2 separate regions of the Triticum aestivum genome follow, and region 1 is linked to region 2. A link is a contact called in public HiCAR-type data. All regions are on one chromosome and are shown on one strand. The core of a region is the stretch at or near the end of the contact, and the rest is flanking DNA. Distances in the headings are between cores, read along the strand shown.

The links. HiCAR-type assays count read pairs that join an accessible place to other places.
Region 1: a HiCAR-type map of leaf shows a contact between it and region 2, with 9 times the contacts expected there. The contact joins the promoter of LOC123084994 here to the promoter of LOC123084993 in region 2. A contact is called at or near these places in 2 of 5 Hi-C or Micro-C datasets (both in leaf) and 1 of 1 datasets of contacts at active chromatin or transcription factors (leaf).

Annotation. Positions count from the first base shown.
Region 1 is chr4A:38,293,382-38,297,141 of IWGSC CS RefSeq v2.1, forward strand. It overlaps LOC123084994 (strigolactone esterase D14), which reads left to right and starts at 1,799. Exons shown (of 2, transcript XM_044506545.1): 1 at 1,799-2,551; 2 at 2,656-3,536. The coding sequence starts at 2,076. The coding sequence ends at 3,088.
Region 2 is chr4A:37,967,099-37,970,637 of IWGSC CS RefSeq v2.1, forward strand. LOC123084993 reads left to right here and starts at 1,493. Exons shown (of 10, transcript XM_044506544.1): 1 at 1,493-1,746; 2 at 2,313-3,539. The coding sequence starts at 1,562. LOC123081705 (putative cyclin-dependent kinase F-2) reads left to right here. Exons shown (of 1, transcript XM_044504248.1): 1 at 1-1,128. The coding sequence ends at 512.

The DNA.
Region 1 (3,760 bases), core at 549-3,048, 330 kb after region 2:
CCCCCAACCCGACGCCACGCCTTGGCCTCCCACCATGCAACCACCACGGGATGGTCGCCCGCCCGCACCACCGCCCGACCGAGAGCCCAGCCGCCACCCCACCCCACCCCGCACCAGCACCACGCCCCCGCTATGCCGCCACATCTCGCGGTGCTGCCACATGCCAAGAGAGGAAGAGGAACCTGGCGCCGTTGACGCCAACCGGGCTTCGCCCCGTGACGGGGAGGGAAAGAGAGGTTGGAGGAAGCGACCGTGGGTTGGAGGCTAGGGTTAGCCCAACGCCGCTCGCGAGAACGACACAAGATGTTTTTTCAGTCTACGGGCTCATTTTATTATCTCACTGTACCATGACCTTTGAGGTTTGCAACAAGGAACCATATATTTTGCACTAACAATCCGCACACAGCCAAAATATACAAACTAGCTAGTTTGATTGTAGTATATCTGACGTTCAAGGCCCGCTCGTTAGATCTAACGTGTAAATCCGCACCGCTGGTTTCACATGCCCCCGGGTGCCTTCCGGTACATGTGAGGTGGGGGAAGCCCTAGTTTGGGATTGGTCGTATTTGGTCACCCTAACTCTAGGTGGGACTCAGTTTAGGTGGCTCGACGTTGGTGGCGAGGCGATGACATCATTAGTGCCATGGAATAACATCTTCCCATCATGTCCTCGTCCCGAGGGTGCTGGTTGATGTTGGTAGAGAGTCGGAACTTCAGTCAAGGCAAAATCTTGGTTCCTATTTTTTTTCTAAGTTTCGTCCAAATGGTCTTGAACGATGTCCTCGCGGAGTGGATGTGATAGTTCTTGTTTTTATCTTCTGGCCTTTAACGTCTGGTGATGCATGACCAACTTCACCTTCATTGTGAAGGTGGTGACGTAAGGCCTTACCGATTCAATATGGTCGGATATGAATTGTTGTCTAGCCCCTTTGCCACCTTCTTCTCTGCGAGAGCGATCTAATGTCCAGTTCATTGTCGCTGATTTCTTCTAGCCCCGACAAGCAATTGCTCTGGCGTTGCGTCAACAACACTACCTTATCTTTGATTGTCTTTCACAAATCCAGATGCGGCATCGAGCATTGCTCACAGCGCACTGGCGACAAGTGTAGAAGGAAGACAAAGTTGATATACACAAGAACATGTGTGTTATTTTCTGCTTTTATAAGGATGGTCTTGCAAGGGTTGGAGAATTTTAACATATGGTCAAGGCCTTCTCGTGGGGGTGGGGGGGGGGAGGAGGTACCAAGTCATTTGAAAATGCACTATATTTAGCTTATATTAAAATTGGAAATTTCAAACATACAATTTGGTATTTTTGGCAGTAATCATGGTGCAAAGCCTAATTTAGGAACTTTATTGTGGTTAAATTAAATAATAAAACTGAATTAAATCGATTTACTAAAGATTTTTTTTCTGTACTTAAAATGAGGTTACAACCCCTGCTAAAAAGTACCTTCATTTCCACAATTATAATTGGAGAAGAAAGAAAATACAAGCGCTAGCATTACTAATAGGTAAAATAAAACATAGTAGCTAGTAAAAAAGGTAAAATAAAATATACTCGCCACTCCCCTTAATCTAGTACCGTACCAAAAAATTACAGTGTTACAAAACTGTACGATTGCCCCATATGCAGCTAATAAAGAAGACAGTGATGTTAGGCACCACAGAGCGGGTCAAAGTAATTTTGTAACAATGACATATTGACATCTCTGGGCCTGTCACGCGCACAAAAAACCAAATCAATAAAAAACAAAACCTAGCGGCTAGAATTATTAGGTGCCTCTCCTTTTTATCCGGTGCGGCGTGGATAATTGGGCACATCATCACACTATTCTACACCTCCAAAACGGAAACAAAACAAAACTCTCTCGTCGCCCACACCACACCAAACCAGACCAGGAAAGAAATCCAGAGGGGAGCAGAGCAAGCGAGGGGAATAAAGCAGAGGAGGGGAGAGAGAGGTAGCCAAGAACGCCATGGCCTCCGCTGCTTGCTAGCTAGCTAGCCAGCCAGCCAGTAGTATATAAGGAGCGGCACCGCCCGTGCGACCCAGGCCCCAAGGCAGTCGTCTCATGCTCCGGTCCACGCATCCCCTCAGCCCCAGCAGCGGCGGCAGCGGAGGTAGCAGCCCGGCCCCGGCGTCCAGCTCCGGCGAGGCGATGGTGGGGGGCGCGCCGAGCGGGGCGAAGCTGCTGCAGATCCTGAACGTGCGGGTGGTGGGCACCGGCGAGCGCGTGGTGGTGCTGTCGCACGGCTTCGGCACGGACCAGTCGGCGTGGAGCCGCGTGCTGCCGTACCTCATCCGCGAGCACCGCGTGGTGCTCTACGACCTCGTCTGCGCCGGCAGCGTCAACCCGGACCACTTCGACTTCCGCCGCTACAACAACCTGGACGCTTACGTGGACGACCTGCTCGCCATCCTCGACGCGCTCCGCATCCCGCGCTGCGCCTTCGTCGGCCACTCCGTCTCCGCCATGATCGGCATCCTCGCCTCCATCCGCCGCCCCGACCTCTTCGCCAAGCTCGTCCTCATCGGCGCCTCGCCTAGGTGGGTGGTCAATTATAGTTTTTCGTTTCCTTGCACCGTTGCACGCGACGCGCGGCGAACTAACCGACCGGAGTAATCAATCAATCGATCGATCGATCGAGCAGGTTCTTGAACGACAGCGACTACCACGGCGGGTTCGAGCTGGAGGAGATCCAGCAGGTGTTCCAGGCGATGTCGGCCAACTACGAGGCGTGGGCCAAGGGGTACGCGCCGCTGGCGGTGGGCGCGGACGTGCCGGCGGCGGTGCAGGAGTTCAGCCGGACGCTGTTCAACATGCGGCCGGACATCTCGCTGCACGTCTGCCAGAGCGTGTTCAAGACGGACCTCCGCGGCGTGCTGGGCATGGTGCAGGCGCCGTGCGTGGTGGTGCAGACCACCCGCGACGTCTCCGTGCCGGCCAACGTCGCCGCCTACCTCAGGGCCCACCTCGGCGGGCGCACCACCATCGAGCCCCTGCCGACGGAGGGCCACCTCCCCCACCTCAGCGCCCCCAGCCTCCTCGCCCAGGTGCTCCGCCGCGCGCTCGCCCGGTTCTAGCACCAGAAAAAAGTAAAAGAGAGAGAAGAAATTACTGCCGCTCTGGTCTACTCCTATGGATGAGTATAACGCGTGGCGGTCGGTTGTCCACGTCGTGCATGGCCCATCCTATCACCATGGACATGGAGTATCGTGTAGCGCGGATAACGAAGTTGACCTAGCTCCCATCTAGGAGCCGAGCCGAGCGTACGCGTACCGAACTGGCCCCGGCGGTGACTCGTACTACGCGATCATCTTGTCATCTGCTCGGGCGTGACAAGACATTCGCAGGCAGCGGCGTGTCGCGCTGCTCCACTGCACCTACCAGACTACTTTACTGGGTTTATTATCCAGCCACTATCTCCGAGAAATCTCATTTTGTAACATCAAGTTGCACGGGGTACGTACGTACTACTCGTATTTGATTAGGAAAAAGATAGGCTTGGTCTAACACGAGCCGTTTTTATTATTTGGGACGGGATGCTTAGCTTAGCTTAGCTTAGCCGTGGGGTAAGTGGGTGTGTGGGGGGGGCCACCGGAGCAGACGTGATGATCGGCGTGATGCTTAGCTTTTGATATGGTTGGTGCGCTGTTGCTTGCTCAAGCCCAACCCCAACCACAACCCACCCGACGCTAATATCTATCTAATCCAACTCGCTTGCGTTGGATGGGTGGGCATCAATCGAGCATTAA
Region 2 (3,539 bases), core at 243-2,742:
ACACGTGGTCCATCGGCTGCGTCTTTGCCGAGCTGCTCACCGGCACGACGCTGTTCACGGTCGACCCCAAAGACGAGGAGGAAGACGAGACAAAGAATGACGTAAAGCAGCTGTGGAGCATCTTCCGGGTGCTCGGGGTGCCGGACGAGAGGACGTGGCCAGGCTTCACGTCGCTGCCGCTGGCTAAGAAGGCGCCGCAGCTGCTACAGGCGGGGCACAACAAGCACCGGCTGCGGGATTTGTTCCCTGAAGAGAAGCTGTCCGACAAAGGATTCCAGGTGTTGCAAGGGCTCCTCACGTGCAACCCCGACGAGCGACTGACGGCAGCCGCCGCGCTGAAGCACCCATGGTTCGCAGCTCCTCGTTCCGCCGCCGACGCCGTTGAGAAGGTCGATGCTCTGTCATTTCCGAAAAGGAAGACACCAAGGATCAAGTTCATCCCGCCGGCCATGCCCCAGAAGAATCTACTCAAAATCCCACTGGCCGTGTGGAACGCAGCGCAACGAGTGTAATGAAACTCTCTACTATAGATGTGACTGTGCTTTGATGAGCCATCTGTGTAAATGCTAGCATAAACTCTCTTGATGTGATTGTGCTTGGATGAGCCATCAACAATCATGAGTCATTAGTGCTGATCCATCAAGTAGAAGTTGATCCTTGGCACATGTTCAGAGAATCAGAGATGTGTTAGCCTGCTTTTCTGAATTCTATGTGTCATTGTGCACATGTTCAGAGAATCAGAGATGTGTAATTGCGAGGTTGTGTTCAGAGATTCATTACAGTGCTGACATATGTTGTTTACATGGTCAGTTGTTATTGAGTTATACTGCACAATTTGTGTTGTTTTTCAGAAATCATGAGCTGATGATAAAAATGTGCAGTTCAAATCTATAGAGTGATGGATGAATTGATATTAAAAATGTCTTGCTGGTGCAGATTTCATGAGAACTTATATATTTAGCAATGGTACTAGTACAGCAACTGGACATACTTTCTTCAACCTAGTATGGCACCTAGGGGAGAATGAGTGCCTGGTATGGCACCTGTCGGATCTTCAACACATGGAGCTGTGGAAGATGTCCTGCAGGGGAGAATGAACCAAATTCAAGAGCTTATTGGACCATCGCAATCCGGCGGTACCCTTGCACTAAAACTGAAACTATGGCGTGGATCAGCTCTGTTCAAGCATCTAGCTCTGAAGCAGGAAGCAGAGACTTGAGTCTGCAAGGCAGGAGAAGGGCAGGATATGTATAACAAGGTAAGTTTCAATACCAACACAAGAAGAATCAGAGTGGCGCAGCGGAAACCTGGTGGGCCCATAACCCACAGGTCGCAGGATCGAAATCTGGCTCTGATATACATTTTTTCCACTTTTATTTTCTTTTTTTCCTTCATTTTTTTTGCTGCCTTTCTATGAGTTTCCGCTTCAAGATTCGTGCCACGCCTTCGACGCCATGTGCGAACCGCAGCACAGGTGTACCAAAACGAAACGCTCCCGCAAAAGCAAAACCCAGAACCCTAGCTTCCCTCCCTCCCTCCCTCCGCCCCCCTTCGCGCTCCCATGGCCATGGCCACGGACTCGGCGGCCGCCTCCAGCCCCCGCGGCGCGTCGAGGAAGCGCCCGCGGAGCCAGTCGCCGCCCCCCGCAGGAGAGGGCCCGAGCGAGCCCGCGCTCTCCCGGCCCCGCTTCGCGGAAAACCTCGACCTCGTCCTCTCCCTCCAGGGCAAGGGGCTCTCCCTCCAAAGGTCATCCCCTCGCTGCCCCCCGCTTGCGGTTCGATGCAGCTTAGCACCCCTGTGTGCCCAATCTCCGAGTAGGATCGAAGCAATTTTTCTGTAGTAATTCGCGTGCTTCTAGTCTGGCTGCGGCTACGTGGATTTGGGGATGCGCTGCTCTAGGTAGCTACATGAGGAGATTCGTCTGATTCAGCCAGCTAGTATATTTGGAAATGTAGTTTCGTTGTAGTTGTGTGATTCAAAGGGAGATGATGTGGGCATGTGGCCAGAAGTTTACACCTGCACTGGTTGGATCATTGTTGACTTAGGATAATAACAACAATAATAATTACTCTGTAAAAACAGTTGCATTAATTAAGGTCAGATTTTAGCTTAATTGTTCTGTGGAGGCGAAAATATGCTTATGATTATACAGTATCTTTTTATGACCTCCGATTCTCAATAGCATCTGTTTGGTGATACTTGGATATTGCAACACATAGTCCAGTGTTTCTTAGTTGGGGAATAATTCCTGGATGAACCTTATTATGCTCTTGCTGTTTGTGATTCTAACTTTTGTATGCTAAATCATGCAGAAAGGTTGAACTGGCATTCAATTTTATAAAGGCCGAGTCAAATCGTTCAACCCATGGCCATAGAGCGGACAATATCCAGCTATTGCGAATGGTTTCATTTATTGGAAACTGGGTGCAATCTATCCTACTTCCGTCTAAGAAGGTTCCAGAGCCTTTTGATCCTGTTTTAGATTATAGATGCTGGGAAATTCTGAGATTTTGCATTGAAAAGAAGCCGTCAGTCTCAATTTCTCTGAAGCTACTTCAACCACTTGGTTGCATTGCAAAGGATGGTTTGAGCAGAGTTCAAATCGGCGCTCCATGTGATGACCATGAATCCTTTTTGCTCTTTGAACGAGTTTTCCACTGCGTGTCCTTTCTTTTCTCCTCCAATACAAGAGCTTTCTTCAACGCACCCGTGGATTTGTGGACCTCTTGTGTCACCGAGGCTATTAATCTTGTCCAGAAGGTTTCAACTAATGAGAAAAAGGGTTGTACCATTCTTCAGAATCTTGGAAATTGTCTGCTTGAGCAATTTTCAAGCTTTCTCAGATTCCATGCAAATCCTAAGAATATTTTCCGTCCTTTTGTTGACAAGATTCTTGATCCGCTGTTGGAATTGTTGGTTTTACTTAATTCACAAGCAAATTCTATCAAGCACAAGCACGCAGGATCCACGTTGAAGATTGCTGAAGAAATTTTGTCAAATGGACTGTTTCATCCACAACATCTTAGTGGATATTTTGGGCTCAAGAATTTGAATAAAGGTATTGTCAAGGATGTCAAAGGAAGCTACCATAGGCATCTGTTTGAGCGATTCAAGGGAATAAAAGCAGAAAGCAAGGCTGTATTGCTTGCTGGGTTCGGTTACTTGCTTCAATTGTTTGTTACCAGGGCTAGAAATCAAAGAACATCTTTAGCACCAAGGGGTACATCCTTCAAAAGCCCACAAAAAACCAGTGAGGGTTCTGAAGAACCCCAGCAACAAGGAGAATCCATTTTTGAAGTGTTCATGCAATTTATGGAACCTTTGGTGTTAGAATGCAAATCATATTCGCAAAAGGACTTCTCTGATTTAGGAGTCACAAAGCTAGTAGAAGTTCATTGCATGCTGAAGTCCATCAATGAGATGCTAGCAACAGTTACTGAAGAGAAAATTTATGTCCCTACAGAGGACACATCGGAAGGATCTTATCTCCAGTTCTTGCAAGAAATTTACAGGGTCTTAATCTTGATGGCTGAAAAAAT